Linked DNA regions of Mus musculus: region 2 is linked to region 1. Evidence: chromatin contacts called from public Hi-C data. All regions are on one chromosome and are shown on one strand. Each heading gives the region's core, a stretch centred on a gene start, on an enhancer-like site or on the middle of the called end of the contact. The rest is flanking DNA. Distances are from core to core; before and after follow the strand shown.

Region 1 (4,824 bases), core at 1,054-3,553:
ACACCATCAACAATGCCCAACCCGTGACCAATCCTGTTCCATCGCAATTGCACATCTTCATGATTTTGAGACAAATTGCTAAATTTTGATTCATGTCATCCACAATTATGTTGGCATGTGCCTCTAAAAACATGTAAGGGCTTTTTTTTTTTAAATCATTACAATTATAATAGACACCTCCATGCCAACCAAAATGGCAGCGTTCAGATTCCCCAGTCATTGAGGTATTTCACTGGTCTGTTTGCTTTTGTGCAGTCCTGGGATGAAACCAGGCCTCCCGCACACTAGTCAGGACCACTGGGCAGCAGCCTCCTGACTGTGCTGCTTTTAGCTCGACTGAATTAAAAAGACCCACACATGGCTGGCTTTCAGTTGGCCTGCCTCTTAAACTCATGTGTACAATGTCAGCAGTGTCCCTTCCACACTTTCCTTTGCTGTCTTGGTCATCTGGTGGCTAGGACATGCTTTGTGCTGTTTGTCACGGGGGTGTTAACCTGCACACCTAGTGAACCTGAACTGAAGGTAGGCGTGCAGCTTGGTGAATTTCCACAAACAAACTTAAGCAACACTACAGGTCAGCTCAGGAACAGGACAGCATAAATCCCAGAAACCCTCTCTCCCCGTGTCTCCTACCCTGGAGAGGTCACCTGACCATGTCACACCAGGGGTTCTTTTTGCCTCTTTGAACCCTTCTGGAAGTCAAATAGAATGGGTCTCTTTTGTGACAAGTTCTTTTGTTCAGCATTCTATCCACACTGTGCATAGAACAATGGTCTGTTCTTTTTCAGTGCTGTATAATAATCCACTGGATATGGATTTGCTTATCCATTGTGGTACCAAGGGACCTTTGGGCTGTTGATAGTCATAGGCTGCTATTTTAAATGATCCAACCATGAATACAGTTGTACATGTGTTTCTTTGGGTTCATACTTAGGAGTGAGATTTATATATGATCTTGATAGCTGGATTTTAACCTATTTTTTTTAAATCTTAATCTCATTGCATAGCACTGGTGCAACCTTAAGCACATAACTTACATAACTTCAACCACTGGACAGTTTTATCAGTATATGGGGATTACCACATTGGCTCCATGGAGATATGAGGGTTATATAAAGGTCTTAGAGCTACATTGGCTTTCAGAAAGTGCATTGTGAATAGCAGCTGGTACTCCGCCTTTCTTGTGCTATCTTCTTGATCTTCTTCATTGCTCTCTGCCTGTTTCTTAAAAGTTCCATTCTTCCAGGTTCAAGGGAATCTGACTGTGTTTCTCTTTAAAACTGACCTATTCCCCTGACTTCTGCTTTCTTGTATATGGATGCATTTGCAAAGTATTATGTTAAATATACCTGCAAATCTCTTTATCTAAAAAACTTGGTCTCTCTCTTGCCTTTCTAATCAAGACTCCATATTTGCTCTTTCATTTCCCTCTCTTTTCTTGACCCTGAAAATTACTATGTAGATTGGACTAGCCTTGAATTTGCCTTTTGAACTTGCCTCTGCCTCCTGAAAAATTACGGATATGTGACTTCACGATAGCCTCCCTCTCCTTTGAATACGCATGTTACCATAATCTCCACAGCCCCCCATCGGCTTGGCCTCTCTCTTCCTTGTAATTACCTTCAGACAAGCTTGGGGTCATCTCTGACCTTTCCTTTCTCCTTGTGTCCCAGCTTTAGTTTGTGAGGGACTATAGTCACATCACTGTGTGTATTGTGTGTGCATGTACCTGTGTGTGCACATGTGTGTGTGAGTGCATTGTTGTGTGTGCATGTGCGTGCAAGCGCATGTGTTTGGTGTTTCTGGGGATGGAACGCAGAGCTAGTGGCAAGCATTCTGTCACTATGCCACACCCTAAGCTTAACACATCCCTCTTTTTCTCCTGTACCTTTTTTTACTCCCATCGCCCTTGTCACTTCATAGTAAACTCATAGCCCACCATTTCTTCTACCTGGTTCCAGGCTGTCCCCTCACCCAAGGGGACTTACTGGGTGACCTAGACAAAAGAGCAGTGTTTCCAAGGCCAGGCCAGGCAAGCAGATGTTTGGCTTCCGGCATGGTGGCTTCTACCTGTTCCTTGAACTCTCTCCCCACTGAAACACCCACAGCAGGGGAGACTGCTTAAAACTCAGAACCACAAACACTTAAAGCCTCTGCAAACTGTCCTAAGGGCATTCAGGAAATGTATTAACTTTGATGCAAGAAAATCTGTTAAACCCCAGGAAGAGCAGTGAGGGTGAGTGACCCTGAGCCAAACCACATCCCGTCCTCCAAGTTCCACTCCAGTTCCAGGGCGGGTGAGGGGGGTGAGAGCGAGAACACAAGTGACCTCTTTTTCCAGCTCACTGCTGGGAGTGGGCGTCTGTATGGCCCTGGGAGGAGCATGTTGCAAAGGCTCCGATGAGGACAAAGTAGGCTGAGTGGCCTGCGGCGGGCTTTCTAGTCCTGCCGCCTTGCATAGGTGGGAGTTCTACTTTGACCATGGATGGTGGAAGATTACCTGGCGCTTTAGCCACCCAGGCCCCAGTTTGCTTATAGGGCAGAACTTATTCTGGAAGAGGCAAGCCAAGAAAACCCAGTCCAATAAGCAGTGTTGTCACTGAGATAGGGGAGTGCCACTGTCCCTGCCCAAGGTCCCCAGGCCCTAGAGCAGCCTACAGACTTTGCTGAAGAGAAGCAACAAACACAACAGTCTGGACCTCTTTAGCTGGGAAATGCTCCCAGAAACTCTAAAGGTTGTTAGGAAGTAATTAAGAGGAGCTGGGCACCCCTCTATTAGAACAAGCTAAAGTAGGGATGAGGGGAGAGCTTAGAGGTGCGGGTAGCACTTGCCTAGTATGTGTGAGGTCTTGGGTTCAATCCTTAGTGCCACATACACAGAAGTCCAACTGCAGACCAATTACAAGAGCATCAGAGAGAATCACGAGACGCATCAGTCAACCCCTCCCCCCACCTCCCGTGGAGCTAGACCCAAAATATATCTGCAAAAGGGGTTAAAGTTGACTGGGCAAGACTAGAACAATTTCTACACCAGGGAAGGATTGGAACCAACAGAACACTAAGCCACAGTGAAGGCAAACAGTCCGTATGATTCCACTGGCCAAGTTTAATAAAAAGGTAGCAAGGCAAAGGAGGCTTTTAAGACCTGTGTGGGCCAGGCACGATGGTATGGGTGTGGACTTCCAGGACTCAGGGAGGCTGAAGCAGGAGGATAGTGAGTTGTTAGAAGCCAGCTGGGGCTACATAGCAAGTTCCAAGCAACAAGAATACACAATAAATAGTCAGGGGTTGGGGCACATGCCTGCAATCCCCATACACAGGATGCTGAGGTTACAGGTCTGTTGCTAATTTGAAGCTATCCTAAGCTAGTTTCTGTCTCAAAAACAAAAAAACAAAAGACCACTGTCATCCCAAGGTAACTGCCCAAGCCCAGGTCTGCAGCCCTCGAGGAGTGGCATCTAAACCCAGCGGCTGTAAGAGAAAGAGACTGCATCAGACTTATCCAGCTAAACCACTCCACAGATAAAGTAGGCAGACACAATAACCACAAGTCCAGCCAGGCTTAGTGACCACACATTTTATCCCTGTACATGTCAGACAGAAGCAGGTGGATCCCCGTGAGGTCAAGGCCACTCTGGTCTACATAGGAGGTTCCAGGACAGCCAGGGCTACAAAGACCCTGTCTCAAAAACCAAAATGAAATAAAACCTAAAGTTGTTATATTACCTAAAATAGACAGTTTTCAGTGAAAAGTTATAGTTAACAGGGGAAAAACAGAAATCTGACATACACTGAAGACATGGAGGAGGAAGAGGAGGAGGGGGAAGAAGAGGAAAAAAGAGACAAATTCAGACTTGTTGAGTTTCCAGATAGCAGACTTACTAGCTTAAGACTCCAAAACAATGGTAAGACCAGACATCCTAGCTCCTCCTCCAGGACCTACTGAGTCTCCTTGACCTTCTCCTTCCCTTAACTTTCTGCAACCCACGAGATCTAGCCTAGGACCCACATACAGTGCCCTGGCCTAGTCTTGCCTCCCCTGCTTGCATTGCAAAGGATCTCTAGACTTTTGTTAGGACCCTCCTTACCAATCCCCTAACCCACAAGCCTCTCCTACAACACAGTCAACCTTTCCACCCAGTCAGATCTATCCCCACACCCCAGGCTTGGATCAGGAAGCCCCTCCTGTCTACCAGCCCAGTACCCTCTGTCCACCTTACTGTCCACTTCAGTCCATTTCCAATTCTAGGTCTGACATACCTGCGCATCCTCTCTCTGCCCCACTCTGCTCTGTCAATAACAGACTCAGAACCAACAGAAGTCCACATGCCCAGATCTCATTGCAGAAACACCAGCAGTACAGAAGATCAAGCCAGTTTCTTCTTTCCCAAACCTAGCAGTTAAGTTGAAATGTCTGCCAAGGAGAATTTCCTAGATGAATCCCAGGATGCAGAATTTAGAAGAACAATCACTAACTTCATCAGAGCATTCAAGGAGTTTAAAGAAGACTCAAGAAACAGCTCAATGGAATGAAGGAGAATGAGTTTAAGGGAAATACAGCTTAGACTGAAGCCCAAGAAAACACACAGAAAAGGCTGAGAAAAGCAACTAAGACAATCCAAGACTTGAGAATGGAATTCAATAAGGAAATACAGACACTGATGGGGACTCAAGCTGAAATGAAAACGGAATTGAAAAAAAAAAACCCAAACAAATCAATAACTCAATTAAAAAACTCAAAGGAAAACCTTACAAGTGGAATGAGTCAAACAGAAGACAAAATACCGAGACTCAAAGATCAAACAGGGGATCTAGACCAAATAA
Region 2 (4,748 bases), core at 287-2,786, 180 kb after region 1:
GTGTATATAAAGTCTACATGTCATAAGCCAGAGATACCTAGTGTTTTAGGGTTTCTATCGCTGCAACAAAACACCATGATCAAAAAGCAAGTTGAAGAGAAAAGGGTTTATTTGGCTTACACTCCCAGATCATAGTCCTTCATTGGAGGAAGTTAGGACAGGAACTCAAACAGGGCAGGAACCTGGAGGCAGAAGCTGATGCAGAGGCTCTGGAGGTGAGGTGATCTGCTGGCTTTCTTCCTGTGGCTTACTCAGCCTACTTTCTTATAGGACCCAAAACTACCAGTGTAGGTGTAGCACCCCCACAGTAGACAGGGCCCTTCACCAGTAACTATACCAGTAACTAAGAAAATGCCCTACAGCTGGGTCTTATGGAGACATTTTCTCAACCGAGGTTCACTCCTTTCAGATAACTCTGGCTTGTGTGTCAAGTTGCTGTAAGACTAGCCAGCAGAACAGTGAAACCTATCTCTATTCTAGAGATAGGAGGCATTTGGTATACTTCTATTTGGAGTACAGAAGGAACAAGGCAGCCTTGGCTCATTTCCGGGTGCCTGCAAGTCCATGCATTGGGCCTCTTTTTAGTGTAACAGCATCTGACACATGGGAGGAGGCAGGGTCAGGTGCCGGAGGTGTGAGTGCAGCAGCACTTCAGGGGTGGAGGGCAGGGGTTTGTTAGAAATGATGTCATGTATAGATCCTCAGAGACTGTTTGCCTGCATGCATGGTGTGGCCCAGGCTAACTTGACATTGGCTTCTATCTGCCTGGGGATTAAGGAAGTATACTGCCACACCCAGCTGGATATTCTGGACAAGCTAATTACCCCTGGTCCTTTTCTCTCTTAAACGCTTGCAGACATGTCCTCTCACACTTCAAACTTCGTACATTCCCATGTGGACTCCATTCTTTCAATCTGTTGTTTCTGTAGGATAGATACCCTCCACTCCTGAGGTCTGGGTCCCTCGAATCTTTTCAGTTTCTGTGTAGTGCAGGCTAGTCTTGAACTTGAGATCCACCTGCCTCAGGTCAAGTTCTGGAACTATAAGCATGCTGTCATACTCAATGCACACACCCTTTGAGAGGGCCCACTTTGTTGCTCTGGCTAGCCTAGAACTATGTACTTGAGGCTCTCTGTACAAAGGGCATGTGTCACCACGCTCAGCTTATCATTTTTGTATGAGTTTATGGTCACACTGACTTCATAAAGCATCCTGTAGAGACTCAAGACAGCTGTGAGTCTTGGTCCTGTTTTAGTCAGCAGTTATTGGCAGTGCACAGGTTTACTTGGAGACTCAACAGGGTGCCACCTCAGCCACAAACCGGAGATGGGTCCCATCCCATGTGTTCAGGTGAAGTCCCTTCTTAATACAGGACCTTACTCTTTACCCCTGCTTCCTAGGACTTTTTCTACCAGCACCTCCAAAACCTTTTCGAGCATAACACAAGAATCAACCTGTGTACCTTCTGTGTAGCTTCACCAGTACAGTCTCTCTGCTTTCAGAAGCTTCCTTGCCCCTACTCCGCTGCTGGAAAGTTAAAACGGAAGCCTTTTAAGATGAAGGTTTCCTGTTTCACTCAAACTGGGTGGTTTCTCCCATCTCTTCTTAGATCTTGGCTTTCTTTTGCCCTGTTAGTATTTTGTTGCTATTATTTCAGACAGGGTTTTTACAGTGTAGCTTTCTGCCTGTCCTGGGTCATGGTCCTGTAGCATGACTGGCCTAGAACTCAAGGAGACCCACCTGCCTCTACCTCTTCTGTGGGACTAAAGGTGTACACCAATACCAGTTCTTCCTGTCTAAGAGATTCATACTAGTTACAACTCAAGGAAGTGTCTCTGTGACCCTTTATAACTTCCGAAGTGTAGTGACTATATTGTGTATAAGATTACCTCTAAGACTGGCTGCAGACCTCTGCATAGCCCTAGTCAGCTGTTCCTGCTACCTTAATCCTATCTGTATAGTAGCTTAGTGGCTACACTGATATGGTACTTCCAAGAATATACATACCCAAGGAGGCAGACATTCAAGGGATGGAGATATATATCTCACAACTTTTGTGCTTCCCAGATATAGCATCTTGAAGAATAAGACAATGTTTCTGTTTCTTTAGAATAAGAGCAGTGACGCCCCAAAGTGCTCAGAAAAGGAGAAGGCTGCAGTGAGCACAACCATGGTAAGCTCCCCCTGGCCACTCAGACCCACGGGTCTTGTTGGACATTAAAAAAGCAAGAGTGGAAATGGCGCTCCATAAGGGTCTAAGAATTGGCGAGTGCAGGAAGGGGGTAAAGTTACTATATTTAGGAAATGGGGCTGTAACAATTCCTTTTAGGATATACAAAGGCCTAGGCACAGGATGGTCCTCACCACGTGGTTTCTTAAAGGAAATAAAGCTAATGTCCAGAAGACCAGCCAAATAAGTTAACAGTGTATGTCATTGTTAAAAGTGGGGGTGGTGGCACTTATCTGAAGTCCAGGCATGAAGAGTGGGAGGTCAGTCTAAGTGACTCGGGAAACTACACAGTATACTCATTTTAGGGACTAATCTTAGCAATGTAAATTCATTTGACTATCAGAAAAAAGAAATACAGCATGTGCCAAAGTGGGTTCCTTCTTGAGAGATGCTACATAAAAACCTCAAAAGCCACTGAACCTGAAATGTCTTATATCTTTTTACTCTTAGGCCAAAGTTCTTCGTGAAACCAAGCCAATCCCTAACCTTGTCTTTGCCATTGAACAGTATGAAAAATTTCTTATCCAACTGTCTAAAAAGTCCAAGGTAAAAATGTTCTTTATTTCCACTCTCATTTACTGCTGGAAGGAGTCTAGCAAGCTCTGTGGCAGGCAGCACAGCTAGAGGTGGTCAAGGTGAATGTCATCTGGTAAAAGCAAAGGGTCCTCCAAGTACACACTGAAAGGACCTTCTGCTGTCCCAGGTAAACCTGATGCAGCACATGAAGCTGAGTACTTCTCGGGACTTCAAGATCAAAGGCAGTGTCCTCGACATGGTTCTTCGAGAGGATGAGGAAGACGAAAACGAAGAGGTTGGTGCCTACTTCTGCTATGCTTTTGGTATATATTTCTATGAAAAGTAGCAGACAAACTCCCCTGTCCTGGGGTCCTGTTTCTACAGCATTCTGGCTGGCTTTTACACCCTCCCTCAAGGTAGGCCCATTCATCACCTGAGCCCAATGTGGGTTCCATTTTAAGTTTGTAAAAGCTAGAAATAATATCAGTAGACAAGACCCAGTCAAAATTAGACATTTATATAAAATAATCTGGCTAGCCGGCTGATGCGGAGTTCCGTACATCACTGTGCCCCAGGCCGTCTGTAGCTGTGATGCTCCGGGCTCCCAGCATCTCGTCCATCTACTCAGGACGGAGTTCTAAGTCACAACCTGGGCAGCAGACGGGAAAGCACAACTGTTCCAGGAGTTTGGTGTTTGTTTTTATTCCCATCACCTTAGAACAAGGTTGTCAAAATTTCTACTCTCCCCTTCTAGGGCACTGCATCAGCACATACACAGCAGGACAGAGAACCAGCCAAGAAGAGGAGGAAGAAATGCCTGAGTTAATGTGACCTTTGGGGCATCTGCTTCATTTGTGCCCAACAGTACCCCTTGTCACACAGCCTGCACTGATGTTGGTGTCCTGGTTCTGAACGCACTGAATTGTGCCTTCCGTTAGGAGGACTTTCCTGGGCAGGTCCTGCTACAGAAAAATGGCTGCCTTTTGCAAAAAAGCACATCTGAAAGCCTGAGTTTAGGAACCTGCACCGCTCCAATAAAGCTCCACAGGAGCAAATACAGAACCTCCAGACAGAGCTAGGGTCCAGGCTGGCTTCGTTTTTCCAAGGAGCCTTTGGTGAGTTCAATTATCTGGTAAATATCCAGTGCTTCACCTGTAAGACGGTGGAAATTGGTTAGGATGCCTCCAGAATTGTGACTGAACTCAGAAATGAGAATCTGAATGTTGGGGTCAAAGACAGTGGGTGTGAGGGAGTCTTTGAGAGTGGCAGCTTGTCTTATTATAACACAAGCTTTCTAACCAACTCTGGCATTTTCAGCACAGATACATTTTTTCCACATAAGAATGCACTTTGGCTTATACAATAAAACTTTAAACATTTCTGGTGTAGTTTTGAAAATGGGTCAGCGTACATGGAACATTTGAAATTCTAACATCTTCATTTACTATGAGCCACCCTCTGCAACAGTTCCCTTTGTGATTTGAATATCATATTCATTTTAGAATACTGCATAAGTTAAATGCATGTTTCTTGCCGAGAGCCCCGAGGTTCTAAGCTACTTCCCATTCTACATGTAGAGGGAACAAAGAGTGCACTCACCCTGGGGGATCCCATATCTCCTTTCCATCCCAGTTGGGTTAGAAGGAGTTTTACAGTCCATGGTCACTTCCTTCCTGAGGCACTGGTCAATGTCTACTGCACTGAAAAAGGCGACTGACTGGGGCAGATCATTCAGACCCAGCTTATAGGCAAACATGCACCTGAAAGAAACCAAGTCTTCCCTCACCGCCATGCCCTGCTGTGAAGATAGGCTCCTCACTCCATGAGGAATGACAGAGCAGCGTTTCTCCTATTTCAATCACTTGCTCTTAGCAAAACCATGAGACTGGAGGCTATACCGCCTAATACCTCTGAGATACTGAGATACAATTAGGGACTCAACACACTTTTCTTATTGATACTTAAAAAATAAAAATAAAAAAAGAAATTGAACCCAAATATG

Evidence for each region. Hi-C and Micro-C count contacts between places; a contact is called where the count stands out from the background.
Region 2: a Hi-C map of CD8 T cells shows a contact between it and region 1, with 3 times the contacts expected there. The contact joins two enhancer-like sites. A contact is called at or near these places in 2 of 39 promoter capture datasets (epiblast stem cells and pre-B cells), 5 of 484 Hi-C or Micro-C datasets (CD8 T cells, the HPC-7 cell line, embryonic stem cells and 2 more), 3 of 115 datasets of contacts at active chromatin or transcription factors (bone marrow-derived macrophages and embryonic stem cells) and 3 of 9 other capture datasets (adipose tissue, liver and pancreatic islet).

What each region holds. Positions count from the first base shown.
Region 1 is chr7:79,260,413-79,265,236 of GRCm38.p6, forward strand. No RefSeq gene overlaps it. Among named protein-coding and RNA genes, the nearest start is that of Gm31510, 10 kb to the right of the region's middle. Within about 2 kb of position 2,304, at least 54 of the 459 cell types and tissues checked have an H3K27ac peak or open chromatin away from gene starts, as enhancers often do. A contact at or near this core is called in CD8 T cells, where this site is marked.
Region 2 is chr7:79,446,140-79,450,887 of GRCm38.p6, forward strand. It overlaps Fanci (Fanconi anemia, complementation group I), which reads left to right. Exons shown (of 38, transcript NM_145946.2): 35 at 2,111-2,173; 36 at 2,681-2,776; 37 at 2,934-3,041; 38 at 3,501-4,125. The coding sequence ends at 3,572. Polg (polymerase (DNA directed), gamma) reads right to left here. Exons shown (of 23, transcript NM_017462.3): 22 at 4,346-4,506; 23 at 92-3,898. The coding sequence ends at 3,822. Among named protein-coding and RNA genes, the nearest start is that of Polg, 18 kb to the right of the region's middle. Within about 2 kb of position 1,537, at least 17 of the 459 cell types and tissues checked have an H3K27ac peak or open chromatin away from gene starts, as enhancers often do. A contact at or near this core is called in CD8 T cells, where this site is marked.